Regions from separate parts of the Mus musculus genome. Here regions 1, 3, 4, 5, 6 and 7 are each linked to region 2. The links are chromatin contacts, called in public ChIA-PET, HiCAR-type and HiChIP or PLAC-seq maps. All regions are on one chromosome and are shown on one strand. The core of a region is the stretch at or near the end of the contact, and the rest is flanking DNA. Distances in the headings are between cores, read along the strand shown.

The links. ChIA-PET counts read pairs in DNA pulled down with a chosen protein or histone mark. HiCAR-type assays count read pairs that join an accessible place to other places. HiChIP or PLAC-seq counts read pairs in DNA pulled down with a chosen protein or histone mark.
Region 1: a contact with region 2 is called in an H3K4me3 HiChIP or PLAC-seq map of craniofacial prominence, with 5 times the contacts expected there. The contact joins the enhancer-like site here to the promoter of Cep112 in region 2. A contact is called at or near these places in 3 of 39 promoter capture datasets (cranial neural crest, embryonic stem cells and trophoblast stem cells), 1 of 484 Hi-C or Micro-C datasets (embryonic stem cells), 8 of 115 datasets of contacts at active chromatin or transcription factors (craniofacial prominence, embryonic basal ganglia, embryonic midbrain and 2 more) and 1 of 9 other capture datasets (embryonic stem cells).
Region 3: a contact with region 2 is called in an RNA polymerase II ChIA-PET map of effector CD8 T cells, with 8 read pairs. The contact joins the enhancer-like site here to the promoter of Cep112 in region 2. A contact is called at or near these places in 10 of 39 promoter capture datasets (the 3T3-L1 cell line, the C10 cell line, the SN4741 cell line and 5 more), 1 of 15 datasets of contacts at CTCF or cohesin (the NIH/3T3 cell line), 9 of 115 datasets of contacts at active chromatin or transcription factors (bone marrow-derived macrophages, effector CD8 T cells, embryonic forebrain and 5 more) and 1 of 9 other capture datasets (liver).
Region 4: an H3K27ac HiChIP or PLAC-seq map of trophoblast stem cells shows a contact between it and region 2, with 10 times the contacts expected there. The contact joins the enhancer-like site here to the promoter of Cep112 in region 2. A contact is called at or near these places in 4 of 39 promoter capture datasets (hematopoietic stem and progenitor cells, hippocampal neurons, liver and 1 more), 2 of 15 datasets of contacts at CTCF or cohesin (the NIH/3T3 cell line and large pre-B cells), 6 of 115 datasets of contacts at active chromatin or transcription factors (astrocytes, embryonic stem cells, extraembryonic endoderm stem cells and 1 more) and 2 of 9 other capture datasets (adipose tissue and liver).
Region 5: a contact with region 2 is called in an H3K4me3 HiChIP or PLAC-seq map of stem cell-derived neural progenitor cells, with 19 read pairs. The contact joins the enhancer-like site here to the promoter of Cep112 in region 2. A contact is called at or near these places in 5 of 39 promoter capture datasets (the 3T3-L1 cell line, the C10 cell line, hematopoietic stem and progenitor cells and 2 more), 1 of 15 datasets of contacts at CTCF or cohesin (the NIH/3T3 cell line), 1 of 484 Hi-C or Micro-C datasets (bone marrow-derived macrophages), 7 of 115 datasets of contacts at active chromatin or transcription factors (bone marrow-derived macrophages, embryonic forebrain, embryonic stem cells and 4 more) and 2 of 9 other capture datasets (embryonic stem cells and liver).
Region 6: a FOXA1 HiChIP or PLAC-seq map of pancreatic cancer cells shows a contact between it and region 2. The contact joins the enhancer-like site here to the promoter of Cep112 in region 2. A contact is called at or near these places in 16 of 39 promoter capture datasets (the C10 cell line, the HPC-7 cell line, HPC-7-derived erythroid cells and 10 more), 3 of 15 datasets of contacts at CTCF or cohesin (the NIH/3T3 cell line, embryonic stem cells and large pre-B cells), 13 of 484 Hi-C or Micro-C datasets (CD4 T cells, the CH12 cell line, Th1 cells and 7 more), 24 of 115 datasets of contacts at active chromatin or transcription factors (T-cell acute lymphoblastic leukemia, Th17 cells, astrocytes and 13 more) and 3 of 9 other capture datasets (adipose tissue, embryonic stem cells and macrophages).
Region 7: a contact with region 2 is called in a HiCAR-type map of astrocytes, with 4 times the contacts expected there. The contact joins the enhancer-like site here to the promoter of Cep112 in region 2. A contact is called at or near these places in 8 of 39 promoter capture datasets (the 3T3-L1 cell line, cranial neural crest, frontonasal cranial neural crest and 4 more), 1 of 15 datasets of contacts at CTCF or cohesin (large pre-B cells), 22 of 484 Hi-C or Micro-C datasets (B cells, DN3 thymocytes, the HL-1 cell line and 16 more), 10 of 115 datasets of contacts at active chromatin or transcription factors (astrocytes, bone marrow-derived dendritic cells, bone marrow-derived macrophages and 5 more) and 3 of 9 other capture datasets (embryonic stem cells, liver and pancreatic islet).

Annotation. Positions count from the first base shown.
Region 1 is chr11:108,889,412-108,892,529 of GRCm38.p6, reverse strand. The region is part of intron 2 of Gm46298 (a long non-coding RNA gene); the gene reads left to right. Among named protein-coding and RNA genes, the nearest start is that of Gm46298, 20 kb to the left of the region's middle. Within about 2 kb of position 1,324, at least 103 of the 459 cell types and tissues checked have an H3K27ac peak or open chromatin away from gene starts, as enhancers often do. A contact at or near this core is called in craniofacial prominence and embryonic basal ganglia, where this site is marked.
Region 2 is chr11:108,423,534-108,426,590 of GRCm38.p6, reverse strand. It overlaps Cep112 (centrosomal protein 112), which reads right to left and starts at 1,325. Exons shown (of 27, transcript NM_001373899.1): 1 at 1,240-1,325.
Region 3 is chr11:108,051,297-108,054,443 of GRCm38.p6, reverse strand. Prkca (protein kinase C, alpha) reads left to right here. Exons shown (of 17, transcript NM_011101.3): 5 at 341-469. Among named protein-coding and RNA genes, the nearest start is that of Mir7223, 56 kb to the right of the region's middle. Within about 2 kb of position 1,868, at least 4 of the 459 cell types and tissues checked have an H3K27ac peak or open chromatin away from gene starts, as enhancers often do. A contact at or near this core is called in effector CD8 T cells, where this site is marked.
Region 4 is chr11:108,100,379-108,103,266 of GRCm38.p6, reverse strand. All of the region lies in intron 3 of Prkca (protein kinase C, alpha), which reads left to right. Among named protein-coding and RNA genes, the nearest start is that of Gm51922, 11 kb to the left of the region's middle. Within about 2 kb of position 1,521, at least 50 of the 459 cell types and tissues checked have an H3K27ac peak or open chromatin away from gene starts, as enhancers often do. A contact at or near this core is called in trophoblast stem cells, where this site is marked.
Region 5 is chr11:108,078,337-108,081,633 of GRCm38.p6, reverse strand. The region is part of intron 3 of Prkca (protein kinase C, alpha); the gene reads left to right. Among named protein-coding and RNA genes, the nearest start is that of Gm51922, 33 kb to the left of the region's middle. Within about 2 kb of position 1,458, at least 10 of the 459 cell types and tissues checked have an H3K27ac peak or open chromatin away from gene starts, as enhancers often do. A contact at or near this core is called in stem cell-derived neural progenitor cells, where this site is marked.
Region 6 is chr11:107,990,899-107,993,957 of GRCm38.p6, reverse strand. All of the region lies in intron 8 of Prkca (protein kinase C, alpha), which reads left to right. Among named protein-coding and RNA genes, the nearest start is that of Mir7223, 4.4 kb to the left of the region's middle. Within about 2 kb of position 1,262, at least 29 of the 459 cell types and tissues checked have an H3K27ac peak or open chromatin away from gene starts, as enhancers often do. A contact at or near this core is called in T-cell acute lymphoblastic leukemia, Th17 cells, pancreatic cancer cells and 1 more, where this site is marked.
Region 7 is chr11:108,134,551-108,137,586 of GRCm38.p6, reverse strand. The region is part of intron 3 of Prkca (protein kinase C, alpha); the gene reads left to right. Among named protein-coding and RNA genes, the nearest start is that of Gm51922, 23 kb to the right of the region's middle. Within about 2 kb of position 1,591, at least 42 of the 459 cell types and tissues checked have an H3K27ac peak or open chromatin away from gene starts, as enhancers often do. A contact at or near this core is called in astrocytes, cerebral cortex, cortical glia and 2 more, where this site is marked.

The DNA of each region.
Region 1 (3,118 bases), core at 75-2,574, 470 kb before region 2:
TTATGCTGCCCGCTTCTCTGTTAAAAAAAAAAAAAAAAGAAGAAGGAGGAGGAGGAGGAGGAGGAGGAGGAGGAGGAGGAGGAGGAGGAGGAGGAGGAGAAGGAGAAGGAGAAGGAGAAGGAGAAGGAGAAGGAGAAGGAGAAGAAGAAGAAGAAGAAGAAGAAGAAGAAGAAGAAGAAGAAGAAGAAGAAGAAGAAGAAGAAGAAGAAGAAGAAGAAGGGTGAGGGGTGAGAGAAAAACGGTGTGCGCTCTAACTAACGTTGGAAATGTTTCATTTCTCCTCTTCACTTAATCCCATTTGGAATGCTTGTCTACACGGGGAAGATGAAAACGCCAGGGGAAGAGCCTTTCTTTTGCAGTTTTCCAGTGGCGTTAGAAGGTGCAAGGAGCCACCTCAGTAACGAGGCACAGCCCGCCCGGCTGCGGGTGCAGGAGCCTCTCCCAACCCGGACCCTGCACCCCGCACCCCCTTGCCGCACACACAGTACACGGCCGGCCGGCGGAGGGGCTGCCAAACTCACGTTTTGCCCTGTTACGACTCCCCCGATCCTCATTTAAAAAAAAAAAAAAGAAAGAAAGAATAAAATAAAAACTCTCTTTATTGTGCGCAACATCTGGAAAGCTCCCTTCTCCATCTGCTCTGGGCCCTGACAAAGTTTTTGACCACAAAGCCAAAGGCTCCTTCTGTAGTGTTGTCACAGAGCTGAGATGTCCAGCCCAGGAGACTTGGGAGGGGTGAGACAAACAGGACTAGCCAGGTCTGCTGGCTGTTGGAGCTGAGAACCCAGAGCGCCCCCCCCCCTTCACCGACCCCCTCCACCCCCGGGGTTCTGGGGCCTGGGATTTCTAGTGCTCTGTGGAAGAGGGCTCCTGTTCCCGGGACTTACTTGAAGCAGGGCCCTTAGTCTGCGCCGGGAAGGACAGACTGCTTTGAGACCTCAAGGCTGAGGCTTAGGATATCCGATTGGAAATGATCCTGTTGAGGTTTTGCTTCCAAATGGACCCAGTCTCGGGCTTTTATTTCTTATCCACACACTCAGCTGGCTAGCGCTCTGGCGAGGGGGGTGGGGTGAAGGCAGCGGGCTTGGAAAAGTAGAGAGGTTTATGTGAAAAGATCAAAATGTTTCTCATACTTTCTCCAAAGGCCCAGGGCTCTTTTTCTCCCAGGGACTGAACTTTTTCTCTGAGAGAGTAATCCTTGAAAGCCTCGGCCCTCATTTCTTTTAGGTCACTCCTCCATTTCTTGGATTTAAAGGAAGCAGAGGGGTCACAGATGTGGGCACGCCACTCAAAGTGAACCACGGGGTGCACCCATCCATAGGAGGATTGGAACAGAGACCGAGAGGGGCTTACCAGCTGAGAGACCCACGTGCTCAGTCCCAGCCAATGAGACGCCTTAGAAATGTAAACTGCTAAAACAACTGTTGGGGGATGGGATGGGGTGGGGGGGGGCAGGGGTGGGGTAGGTGGAGGGTGTCGCGGGTTGTGAAGATTTCCCACTCGATACAGAGATGCTCACGAATAATCTGTTAGGTCAAGGTGCTCACGAGTCTGGGATGTGTCTGCTCCCAATTAACGTGAAGGCTAACGGTTAGCTTAACAGAAAACAAACATCTTCGAATTAAGCGTAATTATTGCAGATCTATAAAAGCTGCTTTATAATATGATTTGTGTAGGCCTTGGAGGGAATTTGAGTTGGACCGGAGGGTTTCATTTGCTTTCCTGCCAAGAGTCCAAACGCTCAACGTCCTGCGTAGAAATGAAAAGATTTAAAAAGCACCTTAAGCCTAAATCGGCCCACACTGGGCATCGTCGTAATCTCTCTTCCCCGTGTGCTTTTCCACTTGAGAGCGCTTTTCTAATCTTCGCACACCGCCAAGGAAGAGGCTTGCGGGTGTTTCCAGTAGAAGGGGGGGGGGGGAACCATTATGGAGGGGCTGTTTTTTTTAAAGAGTCTGCAAATGCCCTGGGTTATTCTAAAACGCTTCTAAGAATGCGCTGCTGGTTTTTCCTCTCCACAGGAAGATAGGACACACAAAATATTTTTAATTATCGGTTCAGGAAGAGCTAACCCTGTCTTCTGGTGTGCAATTTATGCTGGACCTGGCTGGGTGGCAAGCTGTCTGGATGACCATGCAGTGGGCAAGCAGAGGCTGGGGACTCAGGGGTAGGGTGGGGCTTGACCCCTTTAGGGGTTGCGGACTTGGTGGGTTGAATGTCACTGACCATATTTTTTGGGGGGAATGCCTCCTTTACATCTCGGAGGGCTTGGTTTGTTTCTAGGATATATTTCTGCAGTTGGGAAAAGGGGATTTTAATCACTAGTTGGAGTTACACCTGAATTTACCAAGAGATTTTTTTTTCCCAGAAAGAGCTGCAGGCCAAAACCGAAATCTTACCTTAGAAACCAAGAAAAGGGCTTATCTTTCATGTTGCTTTCAGAGGCAAGCTTTGTGTGAGATGAGAGGAGTCGTCAGGGACAGGCTTCTACTCCGGGTGGCTTTGCTGCCGGGCTGTAACAGCCCAAGGCCAGGGACATTTTCTTAATAAGTTTTCACCAGTGCTTGGCCTCAAGCAGGAGTGGATGGACCCTGGATGGCACTCACAGGAAGCACTCACAGGATAGCTGTCTTGCCTGGCTGGGGCTGGCAGTTTTATCTATCAAGTGTAATCTGAGCCTACGCTCCACTCTGCCCCATACTGTCTGAAGGTAACTTTGCTTAGACAAGTCAGGTTCACCATGCCTAGATCTAATGGGCTGTAAGGGGAGAGAGATGACTCATGTCTTAGAGACACTGTGGATGTTGGGGGTGGGTGTTGGGGACATCTCTGGCCCACTGTGGCAAGCAGAGAATAGTTATTATTCTCCTGCTATTTCCCCTCTGAGAACTGAACGGGTCAGAATGGATTTCTGGAGCCTGTGACCTCCCTGAGAACAGCAACGGCTCACTTGGCTGCCTCAGTTCAAGCATGGCGTGAGGAAGACTAGGCACGAATGCATCCTTGTGATTATGGGCCATTAAAGAATTGCTGTTGGCCACAGAAAGTAGAGGAGACAGAATTACACTGTCCTTTGCTTTATAAAGCATGGGATTGTTAAAAAGAGGACTGTTAAATG
Region 2 (3,057 bases), core at 76-2,575:
AAAGTTGTGTAAATGCTTTTTGTTCCATCAGATTATATGTTGAGTATATTGTGAAGAATAACACAGAAGCCCTGAAACGCCAACAAATCAACAAGGGTTACCCGGGCACATTTGGGGGTTTTGGTTGTTTTGCCTTTTTTGAAGGAAGGGGGGACAGAAGCCTTCCCAGAAGACACTGGGCTGCCAGCTAAGCTTAATCAGGGAGCCCAGGTCCAAGTGAGAGACTCTCTTTAAAACAAGTTGGACAGTTCCTGAAAATATCTGAGGTCAAGACTATGAGTGTCATAACTGTATCCCGGCATGTCATCAAATGCACCTAACTTGACAGGAACAGTTCCCATTGTCCTTTACAGGCCTGAAGCTGGGGCTTAACAGTGTGCAGGACCTGACCCAAATCCAAGAGACAATCCTGGACCTGAATACTGCACAATTATCCTCCTCTCCGCTTTGCTGGGCATTGGAGAGGTGGTCGCTGTGTAATGAGGTTCACTGGCATTTTGATTGCCTTTTCTATCTTACTTTCATGTATCTTTAAATAGGAAATGCAAATCATAAAAATACCAGCATACTGATGGGGGGGGGGGTACTCAGGAGGCAGAGGCAGGTGGATCTCTGTGAATTCCACTCTGTCTCGAAGATGAAACAAAGGTCAGCGGTCCTATTTATTTGCTCTCTGGATCACTACACTCTATGTCCCCACAAAGGGCAAGGACTCCAGGCTGGGTCCCCAAAGGGCAGGGACTCCAGTCTGGGTCCTTGCAAGTTCACTGTTCATCAGGACTTTCTCGGAGTCGGCCTGCAGTCTGATTCTCCTCCTCTGACTGATCTGACAGCACCTAAGAACTGCAGCGGTCCGGTTCCTGGCGGTCACTTCCTCCGCCCGAGTGGGCACCGGGAGCGGCGCCTGTGTGGCCCACCCAGGCCCGGGCCGCTCTCCTACCTGCTCCAGGACACAGACCTCTTCTCACAACCGCAAGCCCCCTACCTCGGGGTTCTGGGTCCCGCCATGCCGCCTGCCCAAACTTTCCTGAGAACTTTTCCCTGGCCGTCGCTCGGCTGCTGACCCCGCCGGCGCGCGCGCCACACAGGCCGCAAGCGCGGGTCCCGGGCCTGCGGGCGACGCCCCTCCCCGGGCCAACCCGCACGCGCGGGGGCTCCATCCCGCGCAAAATTCCACTCAGAACCTGGGAGTAGGAGGCGGGTGGGGATTGTCGATGGGAGAAACAAGAGAGAGAGAACCTGGCGCCCCAACAAGCAAGCCGTCCACTCGGCCGCCGACGCCCAGCCGCCACAGCCAAACGGTTTCAAATCCTTGCGGGCCGTCCAGCAAACCGGGGGCGGGACTAGCAAACTCGCCTGTCCCGCCCCCTCGAGCTGCGGCTGGCATTCAACTCTGTTGCCATGGCGACGCTCCGGGTTAGGTCTGTCACTGCTCCTCAAGTCCGAGGGGGCGGGAATTTCCGCCCTTCGGGCAGTTCGCATGCTAAGGGCGGAGACTTCCCTCCTCACTGTTTCCCCACCCTCCGAGAAATGGCGCCAGCAAGCAGCTCCGTTGCTATGGTAACTGTCTAGTCTACTGCGCAGGCGCCGAGCTCGTGGTTTTAGCCCATCTCCCCAGAACGGTTAGTTTCCAGGCTTAATCTTCTGTGATCCCTGGACTATACAGTGGATGCTGCATCTTCCTGACTTCTTACTCAGTCGCTTGTGAGCACTTTAAAGATTGAGGAGAAAGAACAAGAAAAACTCAAAAGTGATGGAACTACTGGACAGTAATTGGCAGAAAAGCCTGTCGTTTGAACAGACATCACCGTTGAGTAAGTCCGAAGCATGAAAATTTACCCTTGTTAGTTCACACTCCAGAGGTGAATTATTCAAAACAACGAGCAGGATATTTACATTTGTTATTTAGAACCATCATAAGTCTGAAAACACTAACCCTGCAAGATCCTGAACTGAAATTTAAAAGCTTTCTGTTTAACACTCTGTACAGAATAGTACCATCAAGTAGGGGAGAAAATGTATTTTTGCGCTTCCCAGGAAGTCTGGTGGACCTCGGGCGGTCAACTTTGCTGTGTACTGGTGTTCTTTGATCTTTTACGTTTCTGGAAGCTCTGAACTGGATAATTTAAAATACCAACAGAAACAAAATTTAAATTGTAAAAAACACTCCCTTCAATGAAATGCAGTGTGCCGCTGCTTTTCACCTAAGTTCACAATAGAATCCCTCTGCAGAGTCTTTGCGATGCACTCAGTGTGGTGCCAAACCTCAATTGAAGCACAGCTTGAAGCATCTTTTCAAGTTTACATAAGGAAAGTAGAGGAGTCGCTTGTTTGCAATTAGCTGTTTTCAGCTTCCAGAAGAAGACTACGTTCTTTCAAGGTGCACTTTGGAATCCACCTCCCTGGAAGAGACAGCAATTGTTCATTATTTCAGAGGCAATTTGTACTACAGAAGAAAGAATGCTTTCAAGAATATTTGGTTTCCAAAAGCATTATTTGAGCACACTCGCAGCTGAGCGATTGTCCCACAATCCAGATCGTTGGTACTAAGAATCAGATTGTAAAACCCACGTATGCAGAAATGAGACGAGTCAGAGACCACTTGGAAGAGGTGCACTTACTGATCAAAGGATACAGACTTCCAAGTAGAAGAAAGAAATTCAAGAGGACTAAAGTCACCATTCAACGTGGTGACTATGGGCCATAACTATATTGTACATTTTGAAGGATGACTTTAAATCTATATTTATGGACAGAAAACTTAGCAGTGTACAATTAACCTAGTTCAGTGGCAAGTTCTTTTCCAGCTTGAAAATGGGAACCATAGGTCACCCAGTGGTGGCAGATCTCCTTGTACCTGGCTTTGTCATTGGTCCTGATAGCTTCTACCAGCTTATCTTTTGTCTCACGAGTTAATCTGGGTGCAGGCCACAGTGGTGCGTGCCTTGCTGTGGGCCAGCCACCCCAGCTTGGCCTTCTCTTTGATGCTGCTGCACGGAATCCCCACCTTGTGACACAGGGCAGGCAGGACAACCAACAGCTCAGTAGCATCTACAT
Region 3 (3,147 bases), core at 619-3,118, 370 kb after region 2:
CTGTGTGCACATAAACTATTAAGTATTTAGTCTGAACTCTGTATACATTCACTCCTGTAGATTTTGTTAAATATTTGAAACAGTCACAGAAGAAAAACCTGGGTTCTTTTGCTGTGGGAAAGACTGAACAAATGTGAAATAGATATTTTAAGGGTATTGCCACTCAAAGGAGGAAGCCTGTGCTGGAAGGGACATCTGCTCACAGTTCATGTCACCAGAAACATTATAGCAAAGTGTCACATTAGGGAAGAATCGGCCCCACTTCTCAGACACCAAAACACGAAGGCAGCGATATGAGCCCATATGGCCAACCTTACCCCTTTGCTTTTTTGATTCACAGCCTGCGACATGAATGTTCACAAGCAGTGTGTGATCAATGTCCCTAGCCTCTGCGGAATGGATCACACAGAGAAGAGGGGGCGGATTTATCTGAAGGCTGAGGTCACTGATGAAAAGCTCCACGTCACGGGTAAGGCATGGTCCGGGAGAATCATTGTCGGGCAAAGGTCAAGGTGACGGCAAAGCACGTGAATCTGGGCTGGGTGACTTGGTGTCTGTCAAGGCATTTGCCGCTAATTAATACATCCTAGGAGCATACTCTGTACACAGGATTTCCAAATACTCAATTGTCATATAAAGTCTAAAGCAACATGCAGACCTGGGTGCTCTGACAATGGTCACCATTTGGTAAGACTAAAACGAGGCCAGGGGAGACAGATGGCTGGTGGGTCTACATGCTCAGTGGCCTTGGGTTGTTAGGACCTGAAAAATCTATGTTGGAGGTTGTGACAGCAGCTACTGATGTCTGCATATCCTTCCCCTCTGTTAAGGATGATGTCAGGAACTTCATATATGATATTTACCTCTCTATATACTTGACTGTTAGCTTCATTTCCCAGGAAAGACACAAGAAGATAGAGAATGTACAGCACTGCAGAATTATTAAGTGGGAAGACAGGAGAGCATTTGTATCCAAACCCTCATCCTCTAAGTGTCATGCCACATGCATCCTCAACAAATGGTCCAGCCATGGTGAAGATATCCTAGCCACGGGCTATAGCACTCCTTCCTGTATCTGTGTGAGCTCTGCCTGCTACAGCCTGAATTTTCTTCTAGTTTCTCCAGGTCCACTTCTAGTGCATCCACACTCTCATCAAAGTTACCCTGATATCTTGATTCCCCGGGACCTATCCTGTCTTTCACACGTCCCAGCCTCTCTGTGTCATGTCAGGGCCTTATGTTTACTAGTCAAGTGATTTACCATTGGGCTGAACCCCAACCCTCCACGTTGGTTTACTATTTAACTCTTGGAACAGTCTACACTATTTCTCCTGGGGTTCCTGGTGGAGTGCCTGTAAGCTTGGTCTTTGACAGTGTCTTTGCAGAATTTTATCAGATAGGGTTTTATATTTCCATTTGTATTTGTAGCTTTTAACTTTTATCGTTAAGTCCTGGAAAGACTGACTTTAATGGTGTTTGCCTATAAATATCATTATAAACAGTAGAATATGTAATAGAGATAAGAAAGTTCTATTTAAGAAAAGTAGGAAGTGGGACGATTTTAAAGAAAGCTTATTTTGGGAAACATGCTCAAAATTTAGAGAGTGTTGTTGTTTGATTTTCTTCCTTCCTTCCTTCCTTTCTTTGCTTTGTTCTTTCTTTCTCTCTTTCTTTTTTTGAAAAATAAGCACATTTTCTTCGCAGAACTGTCCTTTCAAATCAGAATGCAAGAAACTCAAAGAATTTTGAGGTGTTATTCTGGGTATTTTTGAGACTTTAGCTTTCAACTAGACTTCCTTTCTATGGGGCCAATGCTGTCACCAATGTCACCATTCTGCCTAGGAAAGAAGTGTGCCAAGAGTTGTGAGTTCCTGTGCTAACCACACTCTACTGCAAGATAACTCTTCTCTGATGAGGGTTGGCCAATGCACTGATCTATACGTCTGGTAATATGTTGTTAGGAGTCACTTATTGCTGTGTGTTGAGCAGAATAATTGCAGTGCATTTTCTCCTACATTGCCTCAGTTCTATATGGCCTCAGATTCTGGGTCTCATTGACAATGTCAGGTATGGTTCCATCTCACAGAGTGGGCATTAAACAAACAAACAAATAAATATGGAAAGAAAGAGAGAGACAAAGAAAGAAAAGAAAGAGAGGGAGGGAGAGAGGGAGGGAGGGAGGGAGGGAGGGAGGAAGGAAGGAAGGAAGGAAGGAAGGAAGGAAGGAAGGGCGAGCGAGCTTGGTTGCTCCCATGACATGACATTTGTGCCACTGTTACACTTAGGTGCATAGCTTCTTGCCAGGTGAGTTGTTGTAGCTTGCAGTGTTCACAGCTGGGTGGCACTAGTGATTGCTTTACTCCTCCAGTAGCACACACAGCACCTTCCAGCACTGTGCACACAAGCCAGCAAGGGCGACATGTCCAGTTGAGGTAGATTTCTTCATGTTCTATAACTCAAGTGTGTACTATCTTCAGCAATAGGGTCTTACCACCACGTCCTGAAGTGTAACTAAGAAACAGCTTGTGATACTTGGGCAGGGTTATGGGACCAATAACTCAAAAAGAGGTTTGGTAGCATATCATTTGTAGTTGAAGTTGTATGCCCCCATCACAGGGAAATTCCATTAAAACTCCTTTTATATACTTATATATTTTAGGAAGTTTCTACAGTAAGTTTTCCATGTGACTCTTTCAAAAGGCCAAAAGAGCTACTTTTTAAGTATTTCTGTGTCTCATTTAAACCTGTGAGTAAGATTATTTTGTGATCCTTGATTTATAAATGAAGAAATTGAGGCACAAAGAAACGAAATGGCCAGCTCCTGAAAATTGGAAGTTTGACTGAAAACTTTAATAGTACCAATAAAAGGCTTTAATAGTACCAATAAAATTGGGAATCTCTCTCTAAGATAGTTACTGGATATAGCTCAGTGGGAGATTCTTTGCTGAAAACTCATAAGGCTCCATAAAGCCAAAACAAAGTAAAATAAGATATAGTTCTTTATGTAAAGGAAACCCAACCCTAGATTTAGAAAGTAAACTCAAGAAAATAACTAAAAAGTGACAGTATCTTGAAAATTTGTCTTATTATTTTGGCAGTATTGGTAAGCAAACCTAGGGCCTTGCACGTACATACTAGACAAACACA
Region 4 (2,888 bases), core at 272-2,771, 320 kb after region 2:
TTGTGGTTTGGTTTCTAAACTATCCACCACCAAAGGACAACAGTTCTGTTCACTTAATAAAGATGTATTTGCCTAGAATTCTAGTGTCTGACCCTAGGGTTTCATACGGATAAAGGCTTAGCTGTTGCACTAAAGAAATATCAGCTTGCAGTGGAAGGTTAGAGGGAGATTTGCTGTCTCTGCCATGGCAATCCTGTGTCATATACTTCCTGCAGACATCTGGGAACCCAGACTGTATCTCCATAGATACGCCATCACTTTCAAGGGTGCTGTTTCTGCCTGCATAGTTAGAACAGGATTCTCTATGTCTAGTTGGTAATGGGGAAGAACCATTCACTTCTCCATATTTGAAGTTAGAAGAACAACACCTTTGTGGGTTCACAGCCTATTTGCTCAAATCCAGTAACACAGCTACGTCTGACTGCACAGAAGGCTGGCACATGTCCCTCACTAGCTAGCAGACAGGAGTAGACACTTCAAGCTACAGTGTAGAGGAGTCCCTGTTACCCCATAAGGAAAGAGTGTCTCCTAGAAGACACCAAGTTTGTCATCAGAAAGGGAAGTTTTGTTTGTCTTTTTTTGACGGTCTCTCTTATAGCTCACACTAGCCTGGAACTCACTGTATGTCCAAGGCTAGCCTCAAACTCATGGCAGTCTCCTGCTTCAGCCTCTCAGATGCTGAGACATTGCGGGTATGAGCCAGCATACCATGCTCAAGAGTCTCTATATTGTTTTCCCTCACTCTCAGATTTGGGAGAGTAAAGCCCTACTTCTTGAACGGTGTTGCCCTTCGGTCTGCCTGACCAGATAGCCTCTGTATTTGGAGGACAGATGTCTGGGCAGACAGAGATGGTGTGGAAGGAACTCTGCCTGTGCTTGTGATTTCCCAGGGTTGGGTACAACGGCAAACTGTGAGTCTCTTCCTCCCACCCGTGGTATATTCCCCTTGGACATAGGCACAGATGTGGTTTGAAGATGAGCTGGAATCACCAACCTTGGCCGTGTCACCACATTACATTTGGTGCTATATCCTGGCACGTGGTTTTTGAAAGGAGTGCTCTGCTGACTGCACGGAGCTTGAACTTGCATTAACCTGCTCTCGGTGGTCCCCGTTGATGAGGCTCGGCCAAATGAACAAAGCCGTAGATTACTCTTCCAGATGGCTTCTTTATTTTTAGTTCGGTAAACCATTTCTAGAATCTCTTTATTCCTTCTCAGGAAAAAAAAAAAAAAAAAGAAAAAAAAAGATCTGAGTGACTCCAATCAAGGGTGACATCAGACCCTCCAGGAAAGACACTTTGCTTAGCATGTTATCACATGGCATGCTCACAGAAGTCACAGAAATTTTCTGTGACTGTGCAAGGCCTGCATTGTCATCTGGGCACACGTATGATTAGACAAGAGACTGCTTTCCCAGTTCCTGGCGGTTATGAATGGAAGTGGTGCCTGGTCCTTCTCCAGGGACGTCTGTGCAGCACTCGCTATACTTGCACAGCTGCAAAGACCAGGTGGAGTCACGAACCACAGGTGACTCACAGACCCACATTCCTCAACCAAGGTCCAAAATAGAAACTATGTAAACATTCTCCCTGGAGAGATAAGATCTTTGTTTCCTAAGGCAGCCATAGCAAGTTGCAATTTAGTGACAGGAAACAACAGAAAGAGGTCTGGTGGGCAGAAGTTCAAAGTCAGGGTGTTAGCTGGCTAGCCCTTCCATTCCCTGCTCTCCCCTGGTCTCCGCAGCTGCCTTTTATGTTCTTTGTTGTGGATTATTCCACCCTCTGCCTCTCTCTGTGGCTCTGATCGCACTCTGCTTCCTGGTATAAGGCCATCATTGGATGGATTTAAGAGCTACCCTAAATTCTAAATGAGCTCATCCCAGATCATCAACTTAATTGCATCTTCCAAGACCCTGTTTCCAAATCAGGTCGCCTTTGAAGATGCCAAGGATTCAGACTTGGGTGGGTCTAACCTTTAAGAAGAAATAATTCAACACTGTGATATCAGAGCAAACATGTATTAAAAAGCAAGCTAAGCCCATTGCCACCAAGCCCCATGTTGTGTCAACTGTAAGGACTTGTAGCACAGAGCTCTAGAAACGCATCACAGCTGGAGAGTCCCAGAAAGTTAGCTTTATGTCTTGCAGAGGTAGTTCTCATGCTAGGTGGCGCACGCCTTTAATCCCAACACTCAGGAATCAGAAGCAGGGGCATCTCTGTAATTTGAGGCCAGCTAGATCTACATAACAAGTTCCAGGTCAACTGGGGTACATAGTGAGATCCTGTGTGTAAAGTAATGTATGTATTCCCATGCAGAGAGAGAGACAGAGACAGATATAGTGAGGTACATAGATTGATTGATTGATTGATAGATTGATTATGGATTGCCTCTGGCCATGAGACAGGCCCATGTTGACACACAACTCCATTTGCTCAACTGTCGGTGAAACCAAGTCTCACACCTTGTCAGCCGCACTCCTTCATGTGTGCCCTCTTTTGCGTTCACGCAGTTAGTGTGGTGGATGCAGTGTCTATCGTTTATCTCTCTGGGCTTGATGAGTGCTACTGTGCTTCTCCTTGTGCGCCTTGTCAAACATTTTCTATTTCATGCCTTTGCTGTTTGTTGTTCCATTGAGCTTGATGAAAAGCAACATTTTAAAAGGCAAATTAGTACAGGACAGTTTGGAAAACTCAGAGCTGTAATTTTCTCTTGTGAGACTCAATGGATGTGTTTTCCTTCACTCTCCTGCCTGCAGGCCTCCACTCCTCTGCTCCACCTCATGCCTGGTGGCAGGAGGCCAGCCCCAAGTTTCAGTCCCCTCCAGAGAAACTGGTGTCTCTTTAACTGCATGATGCTAAGGGATGGTTTTTATTTCCCTATCTGCTCAA
Region 5 (3,297 bases), core at 209-2,708, 350 kb after region 2:
AGAGCTATACAGAGAAACCCTGTCTTGAAAGGACAAAACAAACCAAAAAAGTAAAAAGCAAAGCAAAACAAAGAAAGAAACAAACAAAAACCTTTACTACCAGGGATACTTTGAGAAAGCTCCAGTGTCCTCAGAGACAACCAGCAATCATCAAGTCACAAGAAAGTGGAGTATTTGGAACATTCCTCATGGCATGTAATAAAATAATTGATGGCTGAGGTGATGCTGTATCCGAGAGGTGTTCCCTTCTGATTGCCATGCCTGCATTCTGCTGTTAGGCTGGTGCACAGAGTTTTGCTGAATATCTAAGAGAGATGCAAGTAAAGTGACTGTGCCCATCTTCCTCAGGCGTAAACATTTCTGCCTCCTGCTCCTTCCTTTTACTCATCCATCTGTCCATCTATCCATCTGTCCATCTATCCATCTGTCCATCTATCCATCTGTCTACCTGTCCATCTATCCATCTGTCCATCTGCCCATCTATCCATCTGTCTACCTGCCCATCTATCCATCTGTCCATCTGTCTATCTGTCCATCTGCCCATCTATCCATCTGCCCATCTATCCATCTGCCCATCTGTCCATCCGTCTATCTGCCAATCTATCCATCTGTCCATCTATCCATCTGTCTACCTGTCCATCTATCCATCTGTCTACCTGTCCATCTATCCATCTGTCTACCTGTCCATCTATCCATCTGTCCATTTGCCCATCTATCCATCCAGCATCCCTCTTCTTAGTTCTCCTACTCATTCCTAAGACCTTCAGATTTTCCCTAGGAAACTGGTTAAGGGGTGGCTAATCCACAGGATTACTCCCATTGGGTTATTAACCCCAACTACCACAGGCCCTTCGGTCATGAATGAGAAAGGAAGAGAAATGAAAAGAAAAAAAAAATCTGCCGTCCTGGAAATCAGCTCTTATAACCTCAGTTACTGTAGGGCCTCAGGTCAGGAAGTTATTGAGCAGAAAGGCAGAACTCATCACCCTTCAGAGTCCCCTGAACAGTTACATTATGGGACCCAAGCCCTGCTTACAAAAAGTAGCAGAGTGGAGTCTCTCCTCGCTCTCTCTCCTTCATCCGGCCAAACAAACTATACCAGATTGGCCTGAGATCCTGGCAGGCATCATGGGTTCCAAGTGCCTGTCGAACTGAGAAGCCCCAAAGCCAAGTGTCAGACAAAAGCATTAGGCGCTTTTAGCAGTGAGTGCAATCACTGGCTCTCTCTAAGCAGGGCTGTTGATTTTTTTTTGTCTTTTTTGTCTTTTTTGTCCATGGTAGGAAGTGACAGTTGGATGCCTGGCATTTTCACATGGCCTATTTTCCCTGTGGGAAGTTGTAAAAAAATATCCATTAAGGCTGATTTGTATATGCAACAGAAGGGCATAACATGCCCCTCAAATGAATATCATTATCTCCATCCATGAAGTGAGAGCCATGAGGGATGGCAGTGTCCTGCAAACTCCTCAGAGACTAGGCTCTTGGCAAAGCTCAAGTATGTTGAAACCAATCCCTTGTCTCTCCCCCACTTAATGTCTCAAGGCCAAAAACCCACTAGCAGATGTTTGAAGAGGTTCATTATTGTCTCTTCTAAGCCTCTGAGGGGGTGAGGAGAAGAGGCGGGATTACAAGTCTGGGGAAGATCCAGAGGACAGCTCTCTTTTGAGCTCTCTCTGCAGTCCAGTAATGCAAGAGATTGAATATGATGCTAGTGTTTGGTACTCAGTGGCCAGAATGAAGTCAAAGATACCACAGACCCATAAGCACTTGTTCTGTGGAGATCGACCCTCAGGCTTTCTACATGCAGCCATTCCTCAGTGTTCCATGTCACCCTGCTACCTGAACAGCAATAAGCCATCCACTTCTCTTCCTTCTAACAGTTAAGGCTAACAAGATGGGTAAGATCCACACTGCTGCCCTGACGCTCATTGGAAAACTGGTGCCTGTTTTCTTGAGATTATGAAATATCCCTTTTATTTGCCACAAAAATCCATTTAAAAAGAGGAAGCAGGGTTATCTTTGGTCAGAAAATGGCCGCTTCGCCTCCAGTCAGGCATAGAAGGGAAGCGAGCAAGGTAGAGCCAGTAACTGGATAATTAACTTTCTGTAAGTGCCTTATGGCTTTGTGTTGGCATTTGGTTGGCCAAAGCTATGTTTTGTGGCCATCTGAAGCTATAAGAGAATCTGGGAAGTATGTTTTGCCAGCTGGACCTGTTGTTATTCCTACAAATATTCTTAACAGGAAAAGCAAGAGGACCATCTTTTAATTAAAGGACCAGCAGTATCTGCTATGAAGGCTAAAAATGGTGTGGTGGGATTGTTTCTTCTTTTTTTAATTGTGTGTGTGTGTGTGGTGTGTGTGTGTGTGTTATGTGTGTGTGAGAGAGAGAGACAGAGAGATACACAGAGAGACAGAGAGAGATACACAGAGAGAGATACAGAGAGAGAGAATATGTGGTCTATGCATGTGTCTATGTAAGTGTATATGTGGTGTGTGTGTGTGTGTGTGTGTGTGTGTGTGTGTGCACGTGTGCATGTGCACACACACAAGGGCATATAACAGCTGGAGGCCAGTGGTCAACATTGAGCATCTTCCTCTATCACTCCCTTTACTGAGCCCAAAGTGCTCTGTTTTGGCTAGACCAGAAGCCCCAGCAATCCTCCTGTCTCCAGTCCCCCAGCACAGGAGGTTATAGAAGCATACCACTGTGCCTGCCTACTAAGTGGGCCTGGGGATCCGAACTTAGGTCCTCATGCTTGTGTAGAAAACCCCTCCCCCTGCCCCAGCCACCTCCCTAGCTCCAAATGGTGTGGTTCTAAGAAGTCAAACTGAGGACTGCTGTTCAGATGGCTCACTGTCAGAGGGCCTCAGGAAATGTATGCACGATGCTGTCTCTGAGGACCTGCAATTTCCGCCCCATCCTTTCCTTAATCACTTGGTGCATGTTTTGTGAGAGGGAATAGATCTATCTTTCAGCTAACAAAATAGCCTTGAGGCTCGGAACACATTTTATCATGGAACATCTGAAAATAACTCAGCTCTGAAGTACCATGATGAAGTTGACCTCTGGCAAGAGGGTAAAAATAAGGCTTTATCCATCATCAGCATGAGTTTGGCCGCTCTTTCAATGACTTAGTGCTAGTGTCCACAGCATCAGCTCCTATCAGCGTTAACCACCACCAGCCTGTCTGTGGAAGAAACGACCATTCTGGAGGGAAGACTCACCTTGACCTTCATGTTCATTCCAGAAGAGAGGGGCTCCCTGCTGGGTTCATTGAGCTGTCCAGGCCAATTAT
Region 6 (3,059 bases), core at 13-2,512, 430 kb after region 2:
CTCCCTGAAGAGCTATTGGCAGTTAGTGGTAACTGGGGCTGGGGACGAGGGGCAGTTTTTTTTTTTTTTTTTTTTTTTTTTTTTTTTTTAAGACAGGGTTTCTCTGTATAGCCCTGGCTGTCCTGGAACTCACTCTGTAGACCAGGCTGCCCTCGAACTCAGAAATCCACCTGCCTCTGCCTCCCGAGTGCTGGGATTAAAGGCGTGCGCCACCACCGCCCGGCAGCAGTTACTCTTAAGGTGCCTGTGCTCCTGTTAACGCTAACAAAACTCAGTTCGTTCGCCAGAAAACGAAGGAAGGAAGAAGCAAAGGGGGTGGGGGGAGACTTGAAAGTGGAGTGGAAATTAGTGAGGGAGAAACAGGAATCCAGGGGACAGGAGGAAAACAGGAGATGATAAGGTGTGTGTTTTGGGGGGGCGGGGGGTGGGATCAACATACTCTGCATACATGTGTGAGGAAGAGATGAAGCAGGCTCGATAGGCATGCCATCCATCACTGGATGAGCCAAAGAACACGAAGGAAGAACAGATGGCCATAAAGAGAATAGCAATGTCTACTAGAAACAAACCAGGCTTGGTAGGAAAAAAAAAAACCACCAGGGAAAGCTCTAAATCGACCCCTGGGGCCACATTCCCCCACCTACCCACCCATGGGGTGTGACCTGGTTCCCATAGCATAGGGTTCCATCAGCTTCCTGTGGCTTCCTGGCTTCATTTTAACAGGGGCAACCACCTCATTGGCTACGACCATAAAAACAGTTCTCACTAAGGAAGTGGCTTTCTGTGTATCCCCCGTCCTTGTGCATCCTTGAGTTAAATGCCGCCTAGTCTGGCAACACAGCCTTATTGTCTTGTGCCACTTGGGGAATCAAACGTCACAGAAGAGACCGAACGATAATTTAATTCAGGTGTGTTGAGAAGTTTCCATTTTCTCTGTCCTGGTAAGTTAGCCAGGGACACAGGCATCCTATCAAGTCCAAGTGCAGGGCTGGGGGTGTAGCTCTTGGTAGAGTGTTAGCTAGCTTCTAAGCTTGGAGGCCCTGGGTTCAGTCTCCAGCACTGAAAAATAAAACCTATGAAACTGTAAGAGGTCCAGTGCAGCTGGAAATGAATGACTTGAGGATCCGTGCACCCCGGAAATGGACCCCAGCCACGGCCTGTCATCCTGACGCACAGCCACACACTCACTTGTCTGATCTCGTGCTGAAGCAGCCGAGCACTCTGTCTGCACCGCCAGAGCTAGTTACTGAACCTTCGCTATTGCTCCCAGGGTGGTATGCCACTGCAGAGATAAGAGTCTGGGCTTCAGAAACGAGGGAGGAGAGGAGCCTAGACATGTCACCCCGACTCCTCATCTGCAATGCGAACAGCCTTGTGTCTCTTGTCTCCAAACTCTTTCAGAGGTTAGACTGCTCTGTCATCCTCCTGTGGTTGGGGGACACCCAGCCTGGGGCCACCTGCAGTGCAGGGGGATCAGCTTCTGCAGCCAGTGGATCCAGAGCCCTGCACTGAGGACAATAGCATCCTTCTCTTCCTCCACAGCACTACCACAACCTTGTGAGGGGCTGGAGGGTGCAGATGGCTCTGGAGAGCATCTGCAAGGTTCACGCATCCCCATCCGCACTCGGGTGTCTTTGCTATAGGTAGGAAGACTCCCCAGAGACCCTTCCAGGGCTGGCGGGGCTGACTGTGGTTCTGAGGAGCATGAAGAGTACACTCCTGTCATCTGTTTGTGACTCCTGGCTTGGGAAGAAAACTCTTAGTCATCGGGTGTTAACAGTCACCCAGCCCCACCCCCTAGTCCCAGAGTGTAGCTGCAGTGTGCGTAAACAAAGAAAAGCATGCAGGCAGAAGGACATGGGTGACATAGGAGGTGACCTTCCCTAGGGGCAGCTGCTTGCTTTCTGTCAGGTAAACTTTTCTCTGGCTGCTGTAACCAAACCACGCAAGCCACAAGCCTTCCAGTGATCCATTGCTCACTGACTTAGAGGCTAGAGGCTTCAGGGTGAAGGCACAGACAGATTGGCATCTGGTTCATAGATGGCCCCTTGCTCCTGAGTCCTCGCCTACTGGAAAGCACAAGACCCTTTCACAAGGACACTCACCGATCCAGTTATGATGGTGGAGGCAGGCCTTGTGACTTCCCCACACCTTCATGTTAGGGGTTAGGGTTCCAACATGTGAATCTGGGGCATAAACATTCAGGCCATGTCACCTTCCCAGACTGTTCCTTCTGGTATGTCAGACATGGAGCCCACAAGCCTCATAAGGAAGCATGACTGAGAATACCTGTGAATGTGACCTAACACAAACTCATCATCTTACTTAAAACATTAAGACGTGTTCCTGTATGTGTGTGTGTGTGTGTGTGTGTGTGTGTGTGTGTGTGTGTGTGTAAATATTTTTAATTCCAATTGTAAGGCTCTAGAGCAGTGGCTCTCAACCTTCCTAATGCTTTGACCTTTAATACAGTCCCTCACATTGCGGTGAACCCAAACCATAAAATTATTTTGTTGCTATTTCATAACTTTAATTTTGCTACAGTTATGAATCATAATGTAAATCTAGTATGCAGGATATCTGATATGCGACCCCTGTGAAAGGGTCATTTGACACCCAAAGGACTCTCGGCCCTCAGGTTGAGAGCCGCGGCTCTAGAGGATGAACTTTGAGATGATGACATCATTTCCCAATATCAAAGGTAGACACACCTGAGTGAAGATGGTCTCAAAGCCAGATCGGAAAGAATGCTGCTAGATGTCCCAACCAACATATACACATGTCCTAAGAGAAGCCAACGCCTTTTGGAATCAGGGTGTCCTGACCCTTTAGTTGCACCTCCTTTCGATGATCTTCCCGTCTGTCCTCATACAATCGGCCATGCGCATCACCAGCCGTGCACATCCACAGTCGGCCATGCACATCACCAGCCGTGCCCATCCACACCTCCTGACTTGATTCTGCATCTACTAGGGAATCTGGGAACAAGGAAGAGACTCAAACTGAAAACGATGCACCTGCCTGCTACAGAAACACTGAACAGAGAGAACACCCAGGTG
Region 7 (3,036 bases), core at 342-2,841, 290 kb after region 2:
AGTGGTGAGTGGGTTTGATGAGTGCTGAGCGATTTATTCAGACTGAATGGTAGAGGGGAGCCAGTTGTCAGAAGAGGGGACAAAGTACCCAGTGGGCATGAGGGTCTGAGACTAGCCGTTGCCACGTGCTATCGCTTGAGTCACGGATGACAGAGGCCACACTGAGTGTAAAACATGAAGCATGGCAGAACAGAAAGGTCTGTGGGAAGGAGCAGCCTCATGTCCTGAGTAGTCACCTCAGCTTCTGGGTGGCTCAGCACAGCAACCCTTGGGATGAACCTGCTCTGTAATTAGTGTCTGAGGCTGATGTAGTGAAGGCTGGGCATATAGGTCCACTCGGGGCACAGTGCAGCAGGGATTGTGAGAAGAGAAAGCCCCAAGAACTCTGAGCGGGAGTCTCTCCATGACAGTGCCCTATATTTGGCATTTAAACAGGTGTAGTGCCTGTCCTCCAGGCTTGGGGGCCGCATTCCAGTTGATTCACATTCTTGTATCTGTCTCAGCTTCTGCCATGGGACATGGGAGATCTGAGTAGAGGAATCTGTGACTCAGAGATGGTCAGAGAGAGGCTGAGCCATAGAAGCCCTCTAGCATCTTATCTTGGAACAACAACAACAACAACAACAACAGACTCAGAGAGTTACAGGCTCATACAAAGACACATAGCATGCCTGAACAGCTGGGCTTGGGAGAAGCCTGCCACGTTTACAGAGAGTTTTGAGTGATACTTTCATAGGTCTTCATTAAATCCTGTAGGGTCCAAGTTTTAAAAATCCTTTCAGAATCAATGTATTTAAGGATTAAGCCCATCAAAACCCCAGGACTATTTCAAGTAAACAGCTTACAAGTGGAATCTCAATGTCGCCCAGATAATTTCCTTTGTATGTGCACTGTGGTAATTGGGCTCCTGTCTCTCCAGTGAAAAGCCAAACAGTTTCAGATCTAATGAGTCCTGGCCACTAGGGCAGATAGATTTCGGAATTCTCTATTTATAGCATCTTCCAGTGTCACTTGCACCTTTTCTTTAATCAGCACTGAGCTGTCATGCAGCCCACAGGAGCCTTGAGCATACAGATGAGCAAGCTGGGGTGTCTGTGCCAACAATTCGGGGTGCAGGTTGGAGCTGAAGGCTTAGTGTGGGATGTTGGCTTCTCTGCAGAAACAATGCTTTCTCCAGACCAACATTGGATCAAGCCTTAGAAATTGTTGAGTGCACTTGGCAGAATTGAATGATCTCTCTCTCTCTCTCTCTCTCTCTCTCTCTGTCCCTCCCTCCCTCCCTCCCTTCCTCCCTCCCTCCCTCCCTTCCTCCCTCCCTCCCTCCTTCCCTCTCTTGACCTGCAGAAGTTTTGACATTCTGTGTGCCAGGGAGAGTTAAAATGATCCAGACAGGGCTGCAAAAACCCCGTCCAGGAGGATTTCGCTGAGCTCAGAGATCAGGAAAACAAGCAAGGAAGAATGTGGTTTAAAATGGAAAATAGGAATTAAAACAGAGGCCAATCCTGACGGATCCTAAAGCCTAGTCCACTTAGGAAAGCAAGAGTGTTTTTCAAGCCTGCCACCAGCGTGTTAGTGAGAAGGGGTAGGTTACATGTGAGCTTTGCTGAGTTGGGAGGCAGAGCAGTCAGACAGGAAAGGCTCTGGACCAGGACTCTGTGGTCTTGAGTTGGCTGCAAGCCACTGAGTCTCCCAGAGCCTCAATTGCCTTACCTGTTAGCTGGGAACAATAGCAGTCTGTCTCTGAGTGCTGATGTGATGAGTGGATCAAAGGAGATGAGGCACGAAGACAGAAGTTTGTAAGCCAGGCACTTCATTCAGAGATGTGTTTCTTCCCAAATTTGAAGGCCACTCTACACATTCAGATAACCTGGAGTCTTAGAGATGTTACCAGCCTCTCCTAGGACATTTTTCATTCATTATTCTGAATTTTGCAAAGCCCTTGCTTGTCATTTAGCTGGGCAAGCCCTGCTGCAGTCTCAGTCCTCACCAGTGGGGGGTGCCGACCTGAATGGAGTAGAGATCACCAGGTGGCCCAGGTCAGTTGCCTTGATTAGGTCTGTGTGTCCTCCCTCTCTGCTTACTTCTCTCCCCCTCCCCAGGTTTTTCCTGGAATTTTTCCTTTTAATGTCAACTCAGCTGCAGCCTGCTGGGGTTTGGTGAACAAATGACTGTCTGAGATTCAGAGGAACTATTGTTCACAAAACATACCATTTTGCATGATTTTTTAATTCTGTTACATTAAACTGACACGATCAATCTGGTGGGGAGGGAGCAGGGTAGATGCTCAGGGAAGAGCATCTTCATGTTCATCTTAATTCAGTCAAGATTAGTGAGAGACCGTGTGGTTAGGAACTGAACAGGAATTGAAGTACAGAACTCAGCAGACACACAGGGTATCTTAATGCATGTAGACTGTCATCCTCTGTGTCCTAGTGTGGAACTGACAGGGTGGGGGTTCAGCACTGCTTTAAGTCAACAGGCAGAGTCACTTTTGACCCTTAAAGCTGGGTTAGCCCACTTCTGATGTGTGTGTGTGTGTGTGTGTGTGTGTATGTGTGTGTATATGTGTGTGTGTATGTGTGTGCTATGTGTGTGTCTGTTGCATGTCTGTGTATATGTGTGTGCCATGTGTGTGTCTGTTGCATGTCTGTGTGTCTGTATGTGTATGTGTGTGTTGTGTGTGTCTGTGTGTGTCTGTGTGTGTCTGTGTGTATGTGTGTGTATGTGTGTGTGTCTGTGTGTCTGTATGTGTATGTGTGTGTTGTGTGTGTCTGTGTATATGTGTGTGTATGTGTGTGTGTCTGTGTGTATGTGTGTGTGTCTGTGTATCTGTGTATCTGTGTGTGTTGTGTGTGTTTGAGACAGAGACTTACTCTGGATTCAAACTGCCTTAGTCTTCCAGTGCTGACCATTCAGGAATATGCCACCATGCCTGGCTAGCCCCACATTTCAATGGTGTCGCCTAAAATGACTGTCCCCTAGTCTAAGCAGAATGTCTTTGCCTTGTGATTTTGAGTGTGTCATTCATACTAAGGG